2 separate regions of the Mus musculus genome follow, and region 1 is linked to region 2. The links are chromatin contacts, called in public Hi-C maps. All regions are on one chromosome and are shown on one strand. The core of a region is the stretch at or near the end of the contact, and the rest is flanking DNA. Distances in the headings are between cores, read along the strand shown. Region 1 has its middle 14 kb from the start of Clec2e. Region 2 holds the start of Klrb1f (killer cell lectin-like receptor subfamily B member 1F).

Region 1 (4,799 bases), core at 1,870-4,369, 41 kb before region 2:
TCTTCTCACTTGAGAGAGGGAGCCCATGACAGACCAAATTACAGATAGGATCAAAGTCCAACATGGTAAACAGATAAGTGTTATTGGTGCTACTTATAGGAATTTAGATAGGAGTTTCCTCCTACAGGAGCAGAATTGATTCAAAGACATATGTATCATTTAAGCCCACCCCAGCATGGGAGCTCACAAAAACTGGAACTCTGGGACACAATGTATAGCCTGCAGTATGCTGGACAGTTCCTATCTTAGTTAACTTTTGTATTGCTGTGAAGAGACACAATGATGAAGACAACTTATAAAAGCTCCATTTACTGGAAATTTACTTAAATTTCAGATAATGAGTAAATGACCACCATGATGAGGAGCATGATAGAAAACAGGCAGGTATCCTATTGGAACAGTGGGTGACATATTGAGAGAACAACCACAAGACAGACAGAGCATGAACTGGGGATGCTGTGGGATTTTAGGAACCCAACCCCAGTGACATGACTCCAGCAATAAGACCACACCTCCTCCAACAAGGCCACACCTCCCACAACAAACTGTACAAACTGGCTTCTAAGACATATACCACGAAAATATAGATTACCCTATTTATAGTCCAATAACTTAGGAACTTTTGTAGCAGCTTGTTGGGAGCTATTACGACAACTCTATTGACTTGATCTCCAAATTGGATCTGTCCCCCCTAGAAGAAAAGGGGGTCAAAAGCGCGCTACTGACGCACCCTTCTGAGAACAACCACAGAATGTTCCAGCCCTAAGTCAGCGCCAGATGTCCTGACCACACCCTGATACCACCAAGTTTCTGCTTCCCCATGTAGCTGCCAAAAGAAAAATTTCCACTGCCCCACCCATCCTGCTGAGAAGTACTTCCTCCTTTGCTTGTGCATTTATGCTGCCCCATTCCTCCTGCTGAGAAGTACTTCCTCCTTTGCTTGTGCATTTCTGCTTCCCCATTCCTCCTGCTGAGACGTACTTCCCCTTTTGCTTGTGCATTTAAGCCTTGAGCCATGCTGAATACAGTGACACCTTGATGCTACTCAGACTGCTTCCGCCGTGTCGTTCCTGCACTTGGTGTCCGTCTCTCCCTCCCTCCATTTGGTTCTTAGGAGAAGGTCCCCTCAAGACCCTCAAATAACTGGACCTGCTGGACAAGTCAGCAGCTATCACAGAGCTTTGTAGTGTGTAAAATAGCTCAATGGACAACTATAATACTGGTAGGCTTATCTGTGAACATGTCTCACCATGCTCAGTACATGCTTACTATCTTAGTCTTTCAATAATTCATCATGGAGATAAAAGTGTTTTCACTTGCTGTTGTAGGTGACACTGCCGCCATCTACAGGTGACAGCTGTTCAAAAAATCTTCTCATATTCACTGGAATTCACAATTAGTTGAATGAAATGACATTTGAATTTTGCTGTTCTCATAGCTTGTGACAAACAGAACATGTACTTCTGTTATAAAGGAAAGTGGCAGTGAGCCCCTGGCACCCAGAGACTTCATGGTTAGTGTCTCCTGTGGCCTGTATTATTTAGATGAAGTTATTGGATAAATTCCAGGAGATAGGCAAAACCATATTATAAAAGTTTTATAGGCTTGGTATAGTGGTACACTTCTTTAACCTCAGTAAACAATTGGCAGAAGAATAAATATCTCTGTGAGTTTGAGGCTAGCCTGGTCTACAAAGCAAGTTCCAGAGCAGCTACATGGAGAGATCCTGTCTCAAAAAGAAAAAGGAGAACAGCAAATTAATCCCAGTTTTATGTTAGTGTAAAAGCAAAATCCCACTGAGCAGCTGGAGGGATGGCACAGCAGTTAAAAGAAAGCACTGACTGCTCTTGCAGAGGACTTGGGTTTGATTCCTAACACACCATGGTGGGCCATAACCTTCCCTAACTCAACTCAACTCCCAGGGGATCCAGTGCCCTGTTTTAACCTCTGCAGGCACCAGGTATGCACATGCTGTGTGTGTGTGTGTGTGAGTGCGTGCAAACACTAATATACAATAAAATAAATAAATAAAAATGTATATATAAAAGTTTTAAACAAGAGCAGCATTGATCTATTATTCAGTTTTGAAGGCCAGAGGTTCAAAAGAGATCTCATTGGACTAAAATTTACAATAGGACCATGTTCCTTTTGGATAGTTAAGGGCAAATTCTTCCTTGGCCTAACAGTCTCTAGAGGCCACCTGCTTTCCATGGCAAGGGTTCCTTCCTCCATCGTAAAAGCCAACAGTGTAGCATCTTTAAGTTTTTTCTCTACTGCCCTCTCTTCTCTATTGAAGCACCCTATGATTAAGTCAGGCTATCTAGTTGTTTAAGAAATACCTCTCCATTTCAATGTCTTTAAATCACATCTGAAAAGTTCTTTTTATGCAAGGTAGCCTGCATACAATATTAGGGTATTAGGGAACATTGCTCTTGTAACTATGTATGTATGAATTAAAGCAATGTGAGGCTTCAAGGGTCATGTTGAATGTGGTCTGCTTTTGCTCCAAACTTGTGGGTTTTACCTCATTAATACACTATCCTTTATGATCCACATTCATCTAGTCTCTCTACCATGTCAGATTGTCAAAGCAGACGGTCCAAGGGCAGTAAGACAGACGTAATCTGCGGGGATAATTTCATGACATTTTATTATTTTTGTATTTTTCAACACAGTTTTGTGAGAAACTATCCACATTAGTGTCAAGGACTTTTCTGTAATGGATGGACCCAAGGGCATTTCCATTACCCACGCCTTGAGCAACCTCAGTGAACTACTGGTTCTCTAAGCTGAACATGATGCACTTGTCTTTTTGTTGGGGCCGGCCTGCAGCTCTCATGTCCAGGTTTGAGCCTGGGAGGCAAACTGGAGCTGAAAGAAAAGAGGGAACCTAGGCGGGTCGAGAAATAATGGAACCAAGACATGCTAGTCTGCTTAAGGTTCAAATGTTTAATGGCAGACGCACTTTATAAAGGAGGCGGGGAGGCCCATTCCTGCCAATTTATCCTTGGAGCCCAGCTGCAGGTGACCACATGCAGGATAGGGTGTAGTCTCCGGAATAGCAAGGCAGACTCCCAGCAGGTAGCAGTGACTGTGGCTGAACAATAGAGTGATTTAGGGAGACAGGCTCCACCTTAGGTAATCTCCTTAGTGGCAGCAAAGCTGAGGTCTGGTTTAGCCAGCATCACGTTAGCAGGGAGGTTACAATTTCCTCCCTGTTATTAATATTTTTAAAAAAAGCTGGACTGAGGCATAAAATTTATTTATGCTCTATAGTTCTGCCTGATTACTTTGGGTCTAGAGAAGAAACCTGTCTCAGTGGGATTCCCTAACTTTTCTCATGGTAAACCCTTGTTTGGGTAAGACTGGCTACTGTCCTTAGTAAACACTTTGCAGACCAGCCCTGAGCTACTGGCTCCGATCTTTTGTAATGCTTAATTAGTTACTGAATAGGTAACTTCCTTTCTGAATTCCTACTGAATTCCAAGTTTGTCAGCTACAAGGTCTTTCTAGGACTTTGGAACACTGGTGAAGGCTTAGCTATGTCAGAATTCAATCATAAAAGGCACTTATAATAAGATAATACTAAAAGAGAGCACGTGGATCCATACACCAGACTAATTCAGGGATAGGGTAAGAATATACGGTTTATGAGAACGCCAAAGTTCCAGGAGGTGAGTTTCCATGAAACTCTTTGCCTCGTGAGTGCTCCCAGGCCTCTCGGCCTGCCAAGCAAACTTCACTGTAGTGTGCATAGCATTCTCTCTCTTTCTTATATTTCTGCTGAAGTTCCGGAATGTCCCGCCTCGTTGTAGCTACAGATCTCAGGAGTGTTCTAAAGATGAGTGGAAACAACAATTTACTAATAAAATAATGCCAATAATAATAGCAAGTAGGAATATATATTGAACCCAATCCAGGGGATTCAATGCACTTAGGTTATCTTTTAAATCTCTGGCCAATTCAACAATGTCCCAAGTGTCCAAGTGACTATTGCTAATATCTGAAATTTCTGACTTTCTAGCATTAATATATGCTATGTCCTGCCCTATTGTTAAGACTACTACTTCTAAGACATTAACCTTTGCCTCCAATTCTTTACATGGCTCTGTGGTATATTACTAATGAGCCACGGCCTCTTGGCATGTACCTCTGTCTAGATTGATATGACTCCAAAATCTGGGTGTCCGTCTTAGACTGTCTGGCCCTCATAGCAAACCTTACTTCCAGATCAGACCAAAAGCCACAATATGTACTTAGAATGCTTCTTGAATGAAGATTAATAACTTCCACCTGCGCTGTTGGAGTCGGGGATGCACGCCTGCTGCAGTCAGGCTGAAGGGCGCTGACTGACCTGCTTGGAAAACAAAGTTGAGACAGTGAAAGGCAACAGTACAAAAGCTTCTTTTGGGGAAGTCCAGGTACTCCATTCAATTGCAAATTAGCAACGACCAAGCTTAGACTTAGAGCTCCTGGTGTGGGGGTGTTGGCTTTGAGAATTGCAGAAAGTCTGCAATCTTTCTGGGAGAGGAGGCTGTGCTCCAATTTAAGTTTGTTAGGTAATTAAGAATATTTAGCTAACTTCCCTGGGATTCTCTAATACTGGAATTATTACTAGACCAGTCCAAGATTGAGTTAGAATAACTGGTCACGTGAGGGAAAGAGAATAATCACTATAACTCTTTTTATAGGACTAATCTTTCTAAGTCAGATTACACAGTCTCTGATGTTCTTTTTACCATAAGGTTAAAAAGCTTGAAGCAAGGCCGCTTCGCTTGTCCAAACTGGAAAAATGGCAA
Region 2 (5,255 bases), core at 1,944-4,443:
TTCCAAGAAAAAAACAAAAGGGGAAGACAAGGCAACTATAGGGTACAATGTGCCCCTGCCCCCCACCCAGCTAAGCCCGTGAAAACTGCAGTGAAGGCTCTGCTCTCCCTTCAGGAACACCTAAATCATGCTTTTCAACCCAAAATTTTCTTGCTTCTTTGTTTAAATGCTTATTTTCTCTCTAGCATTCATGATATATGTCCCAAAAAAATCTCTCACCTTGTTTAAAATTTCCTTTAAGGTTCAAAAGTCATCCAATCCTTAATTAAAAACCGGTTTCCTTTTACAGACAAACTGTTACTACCTACCCCAGATACACAATTAACATGATATTTTCTTCCTCGGCCATCCAAAGCAGACTTAAAGGGTGCCTTCCAGGACTAAATTCCTTAAACACCCTCACTTTCCTAGCATCCTAACAACGGACCATGATGTGCTCCTAAGCAAACCATTGCAGGCATAATGTTTGCTATCCACCCTATGCAGAGACACCCTGCTGGAAATCTGCTCCTCTGTTACAACTCTACAGGTCTATCTCCACATAGTGCCTGCTGCCACTGATCCACTTAAAACAGCGCCCGCCCATCTTCTGAGCCTACAGACAACAAAGCTGCCTTCCTCCAAAAACCTCATCTGACTGAAGACTCCTGAGACACATGAAGAACCCCACAGAAGACAGACTTGGGACCTTCCAGCTACAGATGAACTCTCTCGCCAAAGCCAATGGCTGCTGAACTTAGGGAAAGTTACATGATAGCAAAGAAAACATAATGTCTATCTAAATTAATTAATTGCTGTTCAAAATTGGTGTTATTACCCTCAAATTGTACTACCCATGGAACAAGTAATTGATTGTACAATCTCTTGCCTTCCCAACCCTTACCCTTAACCCTCTTTACTACTCTGGCTTTGTTGTGCTACTTCTCTAGGCTGTATGTTTTCTTCTGATACTTCCACCCCACCCTAAATTTTCATCACAAATGACACAGGCACACCAGTGAGCCCCCCCTTTTTTATAAAAACAAAAGGGGGATTTGTGGGGCAGGTGTTTAATGATTGCACATATATACATTCATAGAAACCCTATAAGGAAAAGATGTTCACATTTGTTTAAACCTGGATATTATTTTGAAAAACACTGACACATAGCAGGGTGGTTATAACTGAATGAATGAATGGATGAATGAATGAATGAATGAATGAATGAGCTCTGTATATATTCTATCCATTCTACCATCAAAGAAAACTTTCTGTTATTTGGTCACAAAGTAGGTAACTGTTCATGTTCCTCTTTCTGTGTTTGTTTACTGAGAGTTCTAATCCTTATGCTATGAATTTCCCACAGTTTGAACCTAGTTAATGGGCGCAGGTTGGTTCCGTTCCTTCACTACTGGGTCATATGCCTTGCTGGTACTAATTTTGTCCTTCAGGTTCACATTCAAGCTGATGTCTGTAGGAAAATAATTACAATGAGGGTAGACAAATTTCCTAGTCTCTTGATTTGAGATAGTAGTGCTGAGGAAATCACATTATCTTTCTCAACCTGCACTTTCTTACTTCCATTTCAACAAGCCCCTCCCCTACTTTTGCTAAGCAGGAACACAGCAGAAGGAAACATGCTTCTTTCTATCACGCTGGCTCACTGGGAACATCCTAGCACTGTAAAAGCCTCCACTTACTCTTGACTCTGACATGAAGATGAAGCTGATATAATGATTCTAAGATGCTTTCCTGATTTTACCTCTTATGATGGTTCCTAACCAAAATCTTTAATATTGATAATCACATAGTTTTTACAATATAGGAATTTCACAAATTGAAATGGTGCAGTGTTATTAATATTAGTAAGTCCAGTTGGGTCACAGAGTTCAGTGCTATCTCAGGACAATTTGACACATTTTCTACCTCAGTTTCTGGTCCCTTTTCATACATCCTCATGTCCTGTTAGATACTTTTGAGTACTACCTCAGTCTTGCACATTGTTTCCCTAAGATTTCTAAACTGGCAGAAAAGAGGGCTGATTTTTCCCTAATGCTAAATGCTAGAAGTGCAACTGCAGTGGAGTTGAGCCAGAGAGTCTGTTGTGTACCACGATCTGGAATGGGCAACCTATTACAGCAAGTTTGCAGTATCTCTAATAACATTCTCATGCTCATATTTGCAAAACATTATTTCTTCAGGGTGTTTTTAACTAAGGCTGAGTAGAAGAAGCCCTGTGCATAAAGGTTACTTGAATAAAAAGCAACATGTGAGTTTTTCTCTCTGAATCTATAGATAGCTACAGGCAAGCTGTCCTACACTATCAACATCAACAGAAGAACCACTGGTTAAAAGCAACAGGTTTCTAGCTAGTGTGTGTGTGTGTGTGTGAGAGAGAGAGAGAGAGAGAGAGAGAGAGAGAGAGAGAGAGAGAAGAGAGAGGAGAGAGAGGAGAGAGAGAGAAAGAGAGAGAGAGAGAGAGAGAAAAGGGGAGAGAGAAAGAGGGAGAGAGACGGAGACAGAGACAGAGACAAAAACAGAAACAGAGAGACAGAGGGAGGCAGAGACAGAGAGTGTATGTGTTTGATAGTACAGATGTGTGTCTGTGATTGCAGGTGTGTGATAAATGTGTGTCTGTGTGACTGCAGGTGTGTATGTGTGTATAAGTGTGTGTTTGTGACTGTAGGTGTGTGTCCATTTTGTATAATTGCAGGTGTGGGATATAGGAGTGTGAGTGTGTGTGTGTGTGTGTGTGTGTGTGTGTGTGTGTGTGTGTGTGCGAGAGAGAGAGTCTATGTGACTGCTCATGTTTGCATACTATAGTAGGTGTAGAGATCAGAGAACAACTTCAAGAAGTGATTCTCTTTCCAGCAAAAGCAGTTGGAATTCTCAGTGCTCTTACTTCCATTTCAACAAGCCATCTCCCCTACTTTTGCTCCAGTTGTCAGGTTTGTGCAGCAAGTACTTTTACCTAATAAGTCATCTCACTATTCCAAAGCAATTGCTTACAACTCTAAAATAATGGGGGAGGCTTATATCTAGGCTATATGCACATTCCAAAAGAATAAATAAAGCCACTTACCTGGGGAGAAAGATGGAGAAGATGCTTGCTTATACCCTGGACACCTAAATGGCTTTACATTGCCATGGACCTTTGATGTGTCCATTGTAGACAGGAGATGGGAACTGTGAACAGTGACAAATTCTAAGTTCTGAGAAGCAAAATTAACAAAAGGAAGTCTTCTGTGGACACTGCTGTCTGTGTCCACACCCGCCCACACTTGCAACTGAGGGTTTCTCTGTAGTTACTGAACTTGGTTTCCATTATGCCCACACCGATTAAATAATTTTATCTTTGAAACAGAAGATACAACACATGATCTACTCTGGATGGTTTTATTTCCTTCTTTAACTATCACAAGTGAAAAAGAAGGAAAGCAAGGATTTCCTTAAAGATGCTTTCTGTGGTCAGAGTGGAATTTGACCAGGTGTTCACAATTACCTGGTAATGGCAGCAGTCTGCTGGCTGTGAGTTCTAGGAGACAGGGGGTGTGTACAGACAACTTGGGACTCACACTCATTTCCCATGACCATGATGACTACAACATGAGCAGAAGCCTGTGTGAGGGGTCTCACAGCTTACTTGAGATGCAGTGAAATGTCCTCAGCTGTCACTGTGTGTTGACAGTCATTATGCTCAATACCAGGCACAGGACTCTGCCTTATGATTCATCTTAACTGAAGATTTGAGCAAATGTGCAAGATTTTTCCAAGGTGTAAGTTCTGAAGCTATCTGTGTCTACTAGGAATTCACAATAGCTCTGCTCAGGATAGGAGACTGGGGTATTATGGTTTGTGGTATACATGCTTACAAACACCTCTATGCTACAAAGTGTAAACTAACGGGAACAAGAACAACCACAGACAAGAATCATTTGTCCATGTGAGTGTGAAGCAAACTGAGCACTTGCTGGTAAATATCAGGAGTATCACCAGCTACTGCTACTGCACAGTAATGTAGCCACTGTTACACAGATAAAAAGAAAATCATCCTGACAATGCACTCCTGGAGAATTTAGTTAATGGGCTAATGATGTCCTTACATTAGTTGATTGTCAGATAAATATATATATATGTATATATGTATATATATATATATATATATATATATATATATATATATATATACATATATATATATTTATCAGAATTACCTTGATCTTGTCATAGTAAAACATATGAAGAGAGAGACAGAGAGAGAGGCATGCAGATAGAGCATGGGTGAAAGAGATTGTGATGTGATATTACATACATATAAGAAGATATTGAATTAAAGTCAAGTGTTGGGTGATTGTAAGTTATCCAGGGTTTTAGAGTATGGCAATAGTAAATGGTCTACTGAGTATTTCAAGAAGAAATAAACACAAGCTTTTAACTAGAAACCTCTTTTTGTATCAAACCCTTCCAAATTAATAATGGAACTTAGGATGTATAAAACAACAGAGTAAACATAAGTAATAGTACTCTTAAATGTGAAAAAGGAACATGATAAACAAATAATTTTATGAAAGAAGGTGAAAATATGAGCCAGTAAGTGGCAACCATGAGTTAAGATCATTGCTTCAGGCTCAAAACTCAAAGCAATGGGTGCCATGAGCAGAATAGCTCACCAGGAAGCTACAAGAGCTCTTTGCTCCCCAGACGCCATTATGGATGCTGGGAAGTGCTGGCTATCTCCTGAGAGGCTCTGCCAGAGCCTGACAAATAGAGGCAGATGCTTATACCCAACTATTGGACTGAGTGCGTAGTCCTCGATGGAGGAGTTGGAGAAGAGGCTGAAGGAGCTGAGGGGTTTTGCAGCCCCTTGCAGGGAGCAACAGTGTCAACTGGTGAGATTCCCTCCGCTGGCTCCTGTGGACTGGACCACCAACCAAAGAGTACACATGGAGAGAGCTATGGCTCCAGCCGAATATGTAGCAGAGGATGGCGTTATTGGACGTCAGTGGGAAGTGCAGTCCTTGGGCCTGAGGTTGTTCAATGCCCAGTGTAGGAGAATGCCAGGGCAGGAAGATGAGAATGGGTGAGTGGGTGGGGGAATACCCTCATAGATGCAGGGGAAGGGGGGATGGGACAGGGGGTTCCCAAAAGGGAGACCTGAAAAGGGGAAAGCAATTGAAATGTAAATAAAGAAAATATCCAATGTAGCCGTCCAGCAGCCATGGAGAACTGGGTTTACCTGAAAGGGGGGCTGGGAATGAAAAGGACAAGGAGTGGGG

The links. Hi-C and Micro-C count contacts between places; a contact is called where the count stands out from the background.
Region 1: a contact with region 2 is called in a Hi-C map of embryonic stem cells, with 1.5 times the contacts expected there. The contact joins the enhancer-like site here to the promoter of Klrb1f in region 2. A contact is called at or near these places in 1 of 39 promoter capture datasets (pre-B cells), 2 of 15 datasets of contacts at CTCF or cohesin (CD8 T cells and pro-B cells), 14 of 484 Hi-C or Micro-C datasets (the AML12 cell line, B cells, CD4 T cells and 11 more), 6 of 115 datasets of contacts at active chromatin or transcription factors (the HPC-7 cell line, bone marrow-derived dendritic cells, embryonic stem cells and 2 more) and 2 of 9 other capture datasets (embryonic stem cells and liver).

The regions. Positions count from the first base shown.
Region 1 is chr6:129,084,866-129,089,664 of GRCm38.p6, reverse strand. No RefSeq gene overlaps it. Among named protein-coding and RNA genes, the nearest start is that of Clec2e, 14 kb to the left of the region's middle. Within about 2 kb of position 3,119, at least 4 of the 459 cell types and tissues checked have an H3K27ac peak or open chromatin away from gene starts, as enhancers often do. A contact at or near this core is called in embryonic stem cells, where this site is marked.
Region 2 is chr6:129,043,839-129,049,093 of GRCm38.p6, reverse strand. It overlaps Klrb1f (killer cell lectin-like receptor subfamily B member 1F), which reads right to left and starts at 3,193. Exons shown (of 6, transcript NM_153094.2): 1 at 3,062-3,193. The coding sequence starts at 3,146.